3 separate regions of the Zea mays genome follow, and regions 1 and 3 are each linked to region 2. The links are chromatin contacts, called in public Hi-C maps. All regions are on one chromosome and are shown on one strand. Each heading gives the region's core, a stretch centred on a gene start, on an enhancer-like site or on the middle of the called end of the contact. The rest is flanking DNA. Distances are from core to core; before and after follow the strand shown. Region 1 holds the start of LOC100193441. Region 2 holds the start of LOC100281111 (protein kinase). Region 3 holds the start of LOC103629244.

The links. Hi-C and Micro-C count contacts between places; a contact is called where the count stands out from the background.
Region 1: a contact with region 2 is called in a Hi-C map of ear, with 3 times the contacts expected there. The contact joins the promoter of LOC100193441 here to the promoter of LOC100281111 in region 2. A contact is called at or near these places in 4 of 25 Hi-C or Micro-C datasets (ear, leaf and tassel).
Region 3: a Hi-C map of leaf mesophyll shows a contact between it and region 2, with 2.1 times the contacts expected there. The contact joins the promoter of LOC103629244 here to the promoter of LOC100281111 in region 2. A contact is called at or near these places in 5 of 25 Hi-C or Micro-C datasets (bundle sheath, leaf and leaf mesophyll).

What each region holds. Positions count from the first base shown.
Region 1 is chr6:44,621,900-44,625,265 of Zm-B73-REFERENCE-NAM-5.0, reverse strand. It overlaps LOC100193441, which reads right to left and starts at 2,092. Exons shown (of 2, transcript NM_001138560.1): 1 at 1,826-2,092; 2 at 1-621. The coding sequence starts at 525. LOC118472177 (a long non-coding RNA gene) reads right to left here. Exons shown (of 3, transcript XR_004850118.1): 3 at 2,641-3,366.
Region 2 is chr6:44,436,303-44,439,378 of Zm-B73-REFERENCE-NAM-5.0, reverse strand. It overlaps LOC100281111 (protein kinase), which reads right to left and starts at 1,681. Exons shown (of 1, transcript NM_001154030.1): 1 at 601-1,681. The coding sequence starts at 1,635. The coding sequence ends at 820.
Region 3 is chr6:44,602,966-44,606,263 of Zm-B73-REFERENCE-NAM-5.0, reverse strand. It overlaps LOC103629244, which reads left to right and starts at 1,795. Exons shown (of 1, transcript XM_008650415.3): 1 at 1,795-2,417. The coding sequence starts at 1,958. The coding sequence ends at 2,392.

The DNA.
Region 1 (3,366 bases), core at 843-3,342, 190 kb before region 2:
CTGCTCCTGATGATGATAACGACCACCACCACCACCACCTTCTCCGCCATGAGCCTTCTCCTGCAGCTGGTCCTTGAGCCCCTCCTGGTACGTCTCCACGAAATTCTTCATCGCGTCGGTGTACGTGGACGCGCGGGCCATGTAAATCCGCCGCAGGGCAGGCTTCAGCGTCTCTGCGCCACCCCTAGCGGCGACAGCGAGGTCCTCCAGCACAGTTGGCTCGCTGCTCGCCTTCCCCTTCCTGTCACTACCAGAGCTGGGGTGGCTGCCATTGGACGACTGCTCCTCCACGTCCTCGGCTGCCTTCTTGTAGTCGTTGGGCCTCAGCTCAGGGCCGATGTCCCGGACCCATGACGCGCCGTACAGCCGGGTGGCCTCCTTGAGGATGCACCAGCGTTCATGCCATGAGAGCTTGGGCCGCTTCTTGATGTGAGGAGGGTCCGGCAGTGACGACGGGAAGGCTATCTCCTTGAGGTCATACCGCACATAGTCATACAGCTTCCTGCACACGACTCTGAGCTTCATCTCCCTTTGTTTGCTCCCTTCTGCAGCGACTTGGATCTGATAGCAAGTTAGTAGGGGGCACCGTGCTGAATTAATCTGTCGACAACAAAGGAGCAACTAAAATGTCATCAGTGAGTATGCCAGCGACTAAACCCTTTGCACCCAGGTCAGGATGAAGCTGCTGATAAAATAGAGAAGAAAATAATGCCAACCGAAAACTGTAAAATGACAGCAAAACTAGCTAATGATCTGCTTGCTTGAACGATGCATGGCCTTGGAACAGCCCACAGGCTGCTGCTCTGACTGCTAAGTTCACCTTTGGGAAGAAAGCACATTTGTCCTCAAAAGTTACTTTGGCTGCTATATGAATATCTCGGATTCATGCTATCTTCTCAGAAATTCCATCCAAGCATTAGATGTGTCCCTAGTTTATATGTAACTTTAGCTGTGCTTGTCAGACGCAGAAAGAACTACATGTATTTTCTATGTTATTAGTAAATCGGGGGGAGCACCCTTGTGTATCTGAGTATCAGCTTCCATTATGAACAGTTGTACCGAATTTTAAGGCATGTTTTAGAATACATGAACTAAAAATATTTGGATTGAGGAAAACATTGCTTCTTTATATGTGACCCGCCACAGGTCTGCATTGCATACCTACAACTATAATGATAGCAAGGCAAATGCATCAGAGTCTGTCGACCAACTCTCACGTCAACAATGCAGAAATAGAGCAGCTGAAGGTGGATGAGATGGAGGAGGTCAGGAGGAGGCATTCTGATGTTAGCTAGTCTGACCTGTGAACGGAGTAGCACCATGTTACCAAAACAATGCAGGATTGAGGGGGGAGGAGAGAAAACAATCTTTTAAGGATAATTGTGCTAATACAAGAGCACAGCAAAATGGCTACAGCCTTTAGTACAATAATTTGAGCATGTAAACTGGCAGGAATCTAAAGCCTGAAAATCCATTTGTGCTATGAAACTAGCAAGCAAGATAAGATCATCAAAGTTCCCTTGATGAACTCTGGCATCAGGTACGCAAGAAACTGAATGCAGTTCAAATAGGAAGATGCGTTGAGGTATTACATCAAACAGCTTGCTTACACGAGCAAGATGCAACAGGCCTCGCCTAGCCACTGGCCATAGAGCATCGCCTTAGCATCAACAACGGCGTAAGAAGCCCTATGGCCGATCTAGGATTTAATAGCGCCCCGGGCCGATTTCAATATGGCAAAACTACAAATATACACGATACAAAACATAATGTGTCAAATGTACAATACAAAACAAAGTCCTCACCTTAATCCTCTGTTCCTCACCTGAGTCACTTCAATCTCTAAGGCGCCGAGCAGCAACACAGCACCCTCGCGCCCCTGCTAGCGCCTAGCAGCAGCACGCCAGCACCAGCGCACCGCCGAGGTGACGAGCCGCCGGCGTCGAGCGCCTAGCAGCAGCACCGCCAAAGCAAGCCCCGTGCGTGCCTGAGCCGCTGCGCGAGTACTACATGCACCTACGCGAGTGCCCCAGCCGGCTGCCCGCCGCCGCACAGCCCCTCGGCCACCGCTCGCTCGCGCGCAGGCGCAGCCTCGCCCTCACGGTCTCGCCAGCTCCCCAAACGCGAATGTGAATATCCTGGCCCAAACCAAATACCGCTATATGGGCCACGACCCGGCCATGCCCCAGCGGCCCGCGGGGCAGATCCGCTCCATTTATATCATAACCTTACGAGAGAGCCAGCTAACATATATATTTACTAGGTATAGGTCTGTGCGTTACTATGAAATTGATATGATAAAAATGTATTGATATACAAAAACACTAATTGTTATTCTATATTTTTGTTAATATCACTAAAGGAAATGTTTACATACCTTGCAAACATAAAAATAGAACGCACTTTCATCAAATTAAAAATAATGACAATGTTAAATATAAATATTAGCATCCTCACAAGATTAGAACAGTTATCTACAAGAAGTTTTATCTGAAATTCGGGCAAAATGCACAATCTCAGCAGTATAAAGAAGTATAATAAAATCATGGTGATAATGTTTAGCCAAAACAACTATATATACACATGTTCTGAAGTTTAATAACAGATAAAATTTAGATCTTGTTTTGATAAGCCATAATGAACAAAACAATTGAACTACTACATAACAGCTTGAAGACTGTTGCATGTATATCCAAAGGTTTATATTTTGAGTCACGCCGAACAGGCTACAGACCATAGACACAATTCCAACGGCGCAATTATACAATAATCTGTCAGATCGCTTGGAGTTGGCGGTCAAAAAAGTTGTCTGATGACTGGCACACGACACTGATAATTTCTTTCTTGTTTCTTAAAGCTGCTCCTGGAGTCTTCTTCCTAAGCTTTGAATGACTCGTATAAGGCTGCTGCATTAGATAACCTTTGGCCTTTCTTTTCCCATTTCGGAAACAATATGCAAACAAAATCAGAAGTATAAGGCTAAGTTGTAGACTGCGCACTTACCAAACTATTATTTGCCAAGGGCCCAAGCTCTATATTTTAGAATCACAATTCCAAACATTGTAAGAGAAACACAAAACTGATCAAAACTTGATGCTAATTCACTTTTCATGCAAGGACCAGAGATTGCTGAACAAAACTTTTAGAAACTACAAATATGAGATCTTACAAATTCATTAACTGGAACCAGATTATCACAAAGATATTACTTCGACCTATCATTCTCTGCATTTAAATTGAAGCTGACATTCAAAAAATAGTATTTATGTAATTAGGGACGTATGAACTTGCGTGTGATGAGGATGGGGTGGATACCAGAAATGTTGTACACTTACGCAGACAACATGGAGATTGAAATGAACACTA
Region 2 (3,076 bases), core at 432-2,931:
TCTAATAATATGCATAAATTATATACATCTCTCTTGTAGTTTCATAAAGAGAGATATAGGTTTTATGAACAAATTTATTTTTAGTTTGTTATATAAAGAAATGTTCAAAATATAAAATGTACATCATGATAAGTTATACAAATTTGTAGTTGAAAACTTTTTCATTTGAATTAATTTACTGCTTTAAAATATGATTTTTAAATTGTCTTTGCCTAGTGTTGGAAAAAAAGCACTTGACAAAGAGCTCTTTACCGAGTGTTATATTTTTGACACTCGGCAAAGAAGTTCTTTGCCGAGTGTCAAAAAAACACTCGGCAAAGAAACTCTTTGATAAAGAGCTTCTTCACCGAGTGTTTTATTTTACCGAGAGGTTTTTCGTGGCACTCCGCAAAGAGCTTCTTTGCCGAGTGCTCGAAAAAAACACTCGATAAAATATTTGGTACTCGGCAAAAAGAGAAATTCCGGTAGCGCAGGGCGCATTTCGCGTCCGATCCATGCTGTAATTAGTTTGACCGCCAGAGCAGCTATGTCCATCTCTAGTCCATGCTGTAATTGTGAAGCACATGAAGATTTGAAGATTCTTGCATTTAATTGATTAAATTTCAGCAACAATTTCCATCATCTATATATATATTGTATTAGTACAGTTCTGCATGCGATGCAACAAGCAAGCATCCATATTTATTTACTCTACATTTATCATCATAAGTGCAACAAATAATAGGTGACATATAGCTATTGCACGATTGATTTACCGCGCGCGATTAACAAACAGGAAGCGTAATCGTACACTACTAGCTAGCTTGAGAGTTGGAACTGCTATTTGTGGTTCGTCAAGACGACAGTCTCGTACTCGCCGGCGTGGGAGGAGGAGGCGTCAGCGCCGGCGCCGGCGCCGGCGCCGGTGACCGGGAAGAAGAAAGGGTAGGTCTCGTAGCGAGCCATGCAGCTGCTGTAGAGCACGCGGCAGCCCCTTCGGAAGCGGCAGTAGTTGGGGAGCTCGGCGACGGCCTGCGCGACGCAGAGGCCGCAGTCGGCGGCGGTGATGTCCCTGGTGCACCAGCCGAGGCCGTAGATGGTGGTCCCGTCGGAGCCGAACCTGGCCGTCTCCCTGGCCAGCCCGGCGCTGGCGGCGTCGGCAGCGACGCGCGCCATGAGCCTGCGCTCGGCGCGGTCGAACGCGGCCGGGTCGGTGGCGTTCATGGTGTTGATGAGGATGAGCGCGTACCCGGTGTCCGGCAGGCCCAGGAAGTCGGCGTCGTCGTAGCGGAGGAAGCAGTAGTCGTACCAGACCCGCGCGTCCGCCTGGCCCCGGCACGACGCCGCCGCCTGCCGCGCCGCCGCCGCCACGCAGAGCGCGCAGTCGGACGCCGGGACGTCGCCGCGGCACTGCGCCAGGCCCCAGATGGTGGCCGAGCCGCCGCCGCCGGCGGCCGTCGCCGTGGCGTAGTAGGCCGCGGAGGCGCGCGGGACCAGCGCGGCCAGGACCTGGGCGATGCTCGCCTGCGTCTGCGCGCCCGTGAAGTTCTTGGCGCAGTACGTGCCCACCGGGTCCACGGCCGAGCTCGGCCGCGCCGCGAACGCTAGCGCGGCGCAGAGCAGCAGCGCTACGACCGGCCATGGTGGTGGAGCCATGCTGTTGGCTTTCTCTGCTGCCGTGCCGTCGAGCGTCGCGTCGACTGAGGAACCTCTCGGCTTGCATGCACGTATATATGGGGATGGGGCCATGGAGTACGTTGACTAAGTTATGGAGCATGTCGATCGAGAAGAGGACCAGCTAGCTAGCGATTGGCGGCTTGGCGCAGCCAGCCGGCCGTAGTTGACTGGATATGTGTGGCTGCGGCGAGAGACGACGAGAATAATGGGCGTGTGCGTGTGGATCATGGATGCATTTGGGGGGGTGGTGATGGGATGCACATGCAATATATGGGCCCGGTACTGTTCCTAGTGGAGACCGACGAATGGAGCTTTTGGGGCCATTTGGCCTTGTGTGTGGAGCACAGCACATGGCGCATATGCAGGGCAACGTTGTGGTGGAGATAAAATGCCAATCGATCAACTAGAGGATGAGGATATGCATGTCCCATAGCTACCTAGCTGCTCCAGTTTAATTTCTAGCTAGAGAAGGAAGACGAGTCGCCTGCATGCCCCGCAGCTTGCTTGGGCAGACGACTAGAGCTCCAAAAAGAGACCCGGCCTGCTCATTGATCATTTCTGTTTCTGTATTCATGCATCGACGACCATCGAGATGAATGAATGGATCAGCAGATGACCTGTTCTGCTGCACGCTTTTTTCCTCTGAACGCAGGCATCCCACAAGCAAGCTTGTTGACAATATACACTCTTAGTCTTAGACGACTCTTGATCGGAATTAGTCATAAGCTAAGCAATCTTAACGTGCAATCTTTCGATATTTCTACGTACTCAACACATGCATGGCAAGCAGTGCTAGCTACATACTAGTCCTACCTACGTTCTAGCTAGAGCAGGGAGAACCTGCAACATCGTCGTCTCCATGCTGAACTGTAACGCCGCCGTCGTCACCCTCTGCTAAACTGTAACGCTAACTGTAGCATGTATGTATAGGTCTCTTAACCTGGCACAGCACACATAGAGCTAGCTAGTATATATGCACCCGGCCCATATGATTTTAGACCAGGTTAAAATTAAATGATTGAGACTAGTATCGCAAAAGGTCGGTGCAGCTTTTGTTGACCTAATTAGGAATCGACGACGACGACGACTACTGTCTGATTTGGGGCAGTTGACTCTCAGGGACATTATTAGAGGCCAATACAACGAACAAGATCACGTACGGACAAATTAATTGCAGGTCGATCTGACCATGCGCGCATGTTTGTTTGGTTGACCGCCGCGCGCAAGTTTGTTAGGTTGACCGCCGCGCGCCACCAGTTCGCCACCACCATGGAAATGCATAAGTTAAATCTAAATCCTTCGTTCCACAATCAACGGCTGAGCGGGTGGAGTCTTTTATAAATACGTAGCTAGAGGCACAGTCGCAGAAGCCTCCACGAGTTTTTTTTTCAATTCAATATATATTGGAAAGGATTGGTAT
Region 3 (3,298 bases), core at 546-3,045, 170 kb before region 2:
GAGGGGAGGGCGAGACCACCCACTCTTCTTTCCCATGCGGCCGCATAGGGGAGGGTCAGAGCAGACGATGGCGGGTGGGAGCAGCCAGCGGTGGACGGTGGTGGCTACAACGATGGTGGATCTAAATCTGAGAAAGGGAGTGAGAGAGAGTGCGCATGATCCGGTTTTGTGTTTTAAAATAAGTTAGAATCGGAGCATATTATAATCTCAAACAAACAAACCCTAATTTACATCGGCTAAATAAAAGTTTCAAACAAGCCAATATAAATAAACTTATTTACTTTAGCTACCTACGAACCCATGTAAATAATTAGTTTATTTACGTCAATCTTTTTTTACCGGCATAAAGTAGATAATCTATGTTGATTTCTTTTTATGACCGATGTAAATAATAAACCAACATACATTTATCAGTTTTTTGTGCTGGGGGAGCAGGGGACCAAGAGCCAGAGAGCAAGGCGAAGAGATGGAGGAGATGGGGAGGCGTTTCCATTGAGGGCTTGTTTGGATACTCTCGCATTCAGCTCAATTCATGTGTATTGAGCTGAATTAAGGTGTAACTTAAACTAAATTATAACCTAATCCACTTCAATATATGTGGATTATGGTAAATATGAGAGTATCCAAACAAGGTCCAAGAGGGGGAGAGAGGATAGGTTGCGGCTTCGATTCTGCGAGAGGGTGAGGCACAGTGATGGATAGAGCATTGTGAATTATTAGGATGGAGACACTTGTACAGTGGGATGATTACAAAGAAATATAAGGGTTTTTTATAAGAGTGATGTCAAATATGAAAGCCATATGGCAATGAGATCTGCCCTTAATGGTGGGTCACACGAGCTAACATGTATAATAATATTTTTTAAAAAATATATTGTATGTCTATAACATTGTGTATTGTCATACATTATCATTATAATTAATATGTTGACTATCGTGCTTTGCTACGGTTTTTATATATCATATGGATAGGTATTGGGATATTTATTCAAATATAATTATTTTTATATGTAAACACTAAGGTATATGTGGTTTGGTGGTTAGCCCTAAATTTTTGGAGCAGAGAGGCATGGGTTAAGTGCTCACTCTTCACTATTTTTAATATAATTATTGTTTATTTCTAAACACTATTTTTAATATAATTATTGTTTATTTCTAAACAAAGGTAAAACCGTGATAGCACAGGTGCCCACTTGCTATTCAATGAATATCAAGAAATTTCTTCTCATGCAATACTCTTTAATTATCTTGTCACCAAACCAGCTCTAGGTGTTTTTTTCTCCGTCAAATCCTCCAATTTCCTTGTAACACATAGCATGGACCGTTAGCAGTTGACCTGCACTGTTTGAACATGTATAGTGGTGTCCCTTTCTTACATTTACCCTTTAAATTGAACAACCGTGTAGTTTTTTGTTTCCATAGTATAATACATGAGCCAATAGACTACGCTCAGCGCTGTAGTTAAATTTCAATGACATAAAACCACATGCATGCATTAATTAAGAACTATTAATTAAGAACTTAGGGCATACATAACCTTATTTAATATAGTCTTTTAAAGGTCTCTAATAAACTATGTGAATAAAAAACAGGAGGCAGACTCTTGATGACTCTTCATACATATTATGTTTTAGTTGTATTTATGATCAGAATCTTAGAATTGTATCATACAATCTTTTAGGGGTCAAAAACCGAACCGGAGGTTACCATTTTCTGTGCTTTCCTGATTGTCACGGGATAAATTCCCGTCCACAAACGCAAGTGTGTTCTTCGTGAAAAACAAAGCCCAGAAAATTGGCGCCCACACGTTCGCCTTTCATATAGAGCATGTGAAGTTGTGAGCCTTGAGTCCTTGACCCGTCGCTCCTAGACTTGAAGACTCGAGAGAAAAGGCGTGTCGGCGGCGTCACTACGTCAGCGCCCTCTGCCTCTGCCCCCACGCGCACCTCCACCATCCATGGCCGACAACGCCAACCTCCCTCCGACCTGGGCCACCACAGCCGGCCTCGGCTTCTTGACCCTCAACTCCAGGGTCGCCATCTACCGCGTGTGGGGCGACCTCGTCTCCATCCTACTGGTAACAGGCTCGTACGCCGCTCTGCTACTCCTTTTCCGCTGCCTCCGTGACTACGAGCGCGCGGCGCCCGGGTCCCAGCCAGAGCGCGGGCGAGGCGCTGTGTGGCTGCTCACCGTGGCCTTCGCCTGGAAGGTGGCGGCGGCTATGCCGTCGGCCGCCGCTTCGGCCGTCATCTGGGCGCTTGCCGTTGGTGCTCTTCGTCCTTGGATTGGCATGCGCATGGACTGTAACATTCCAGGTGTTTATATTCCGCTCGATAACGAGTATGGATTTAAACATGTAATATCAGTGAATGAAACAGATGCTAAAATTTAATCATCTTCGCCTATCGCGATTTTAATATCGCATCTGTTTCGTGTGTCGCGAGTACGACATGGTTTTTATTTCTATCTATCCGGGTTCTTCCTAAATTTTCGTGATGTTCGGAACATCGTTGTTCCGAAAATCGGTGCGTCCGGTGATTATTTAAAATACATCGCTCGCGCAAATACGAACTTGGAAGCTCGATCTACCAGTGCGATCCGTGTCTTAAATAAATTTATTATAACTCAACGACTAAAATACTCAGTGCAAAATAAATTGGATCGCGCGCTATTTGAGAGAAATCTTGCACGAGGTTGATAATCATGAGTATTTAGTAGTAAATCATTTAAAACAGATAAAGATAATTAGAGCCGAACTCAAATAATTGCTAATCGGTTCGACTTCAATGAAATCAGTCGTAAATTGAAATAATGAAGCCGAAATTAGTTTATTTCGGTCTATGGTTTCTCGTCCGGATCCAAGTTTTTGGATATAAGCAATTGTTAAACAATTTGATTCGCCAAATCCGGAGAATGAAATGTGTATTCGTGTAGCGTGTCGGTCTGTACACAGCACTAAAAATCCCGATCCAAAATATCTGTGATTTTTAGGTTAAAGAGAGTAAAAAGAAAAAGAAGAGAAAATATCCTACATTCCTATCTTCTCTCCACCGCTGTTTCCTTGCGTCTTTATCTTCTCCATCGTGCGTCTTCTTCCCTGGAACACGCGAGCAGTTTCCCTCTGCTATCTCCAGCGTCGCGCGCCCTGTTCTTCTCTTCCCTGCGCGCAGCTCGCCGAGCAGTCCCCGCACGCTTCTCTCTCTCCCTCCCCTTCTCCCATGGCGCTCTCCCCAGCCGCGCCCCTGCTCCTCTGCTCGGACCGCGCCCAGCCGAGCGGCTTCTTCTGGCGCGCGGACTG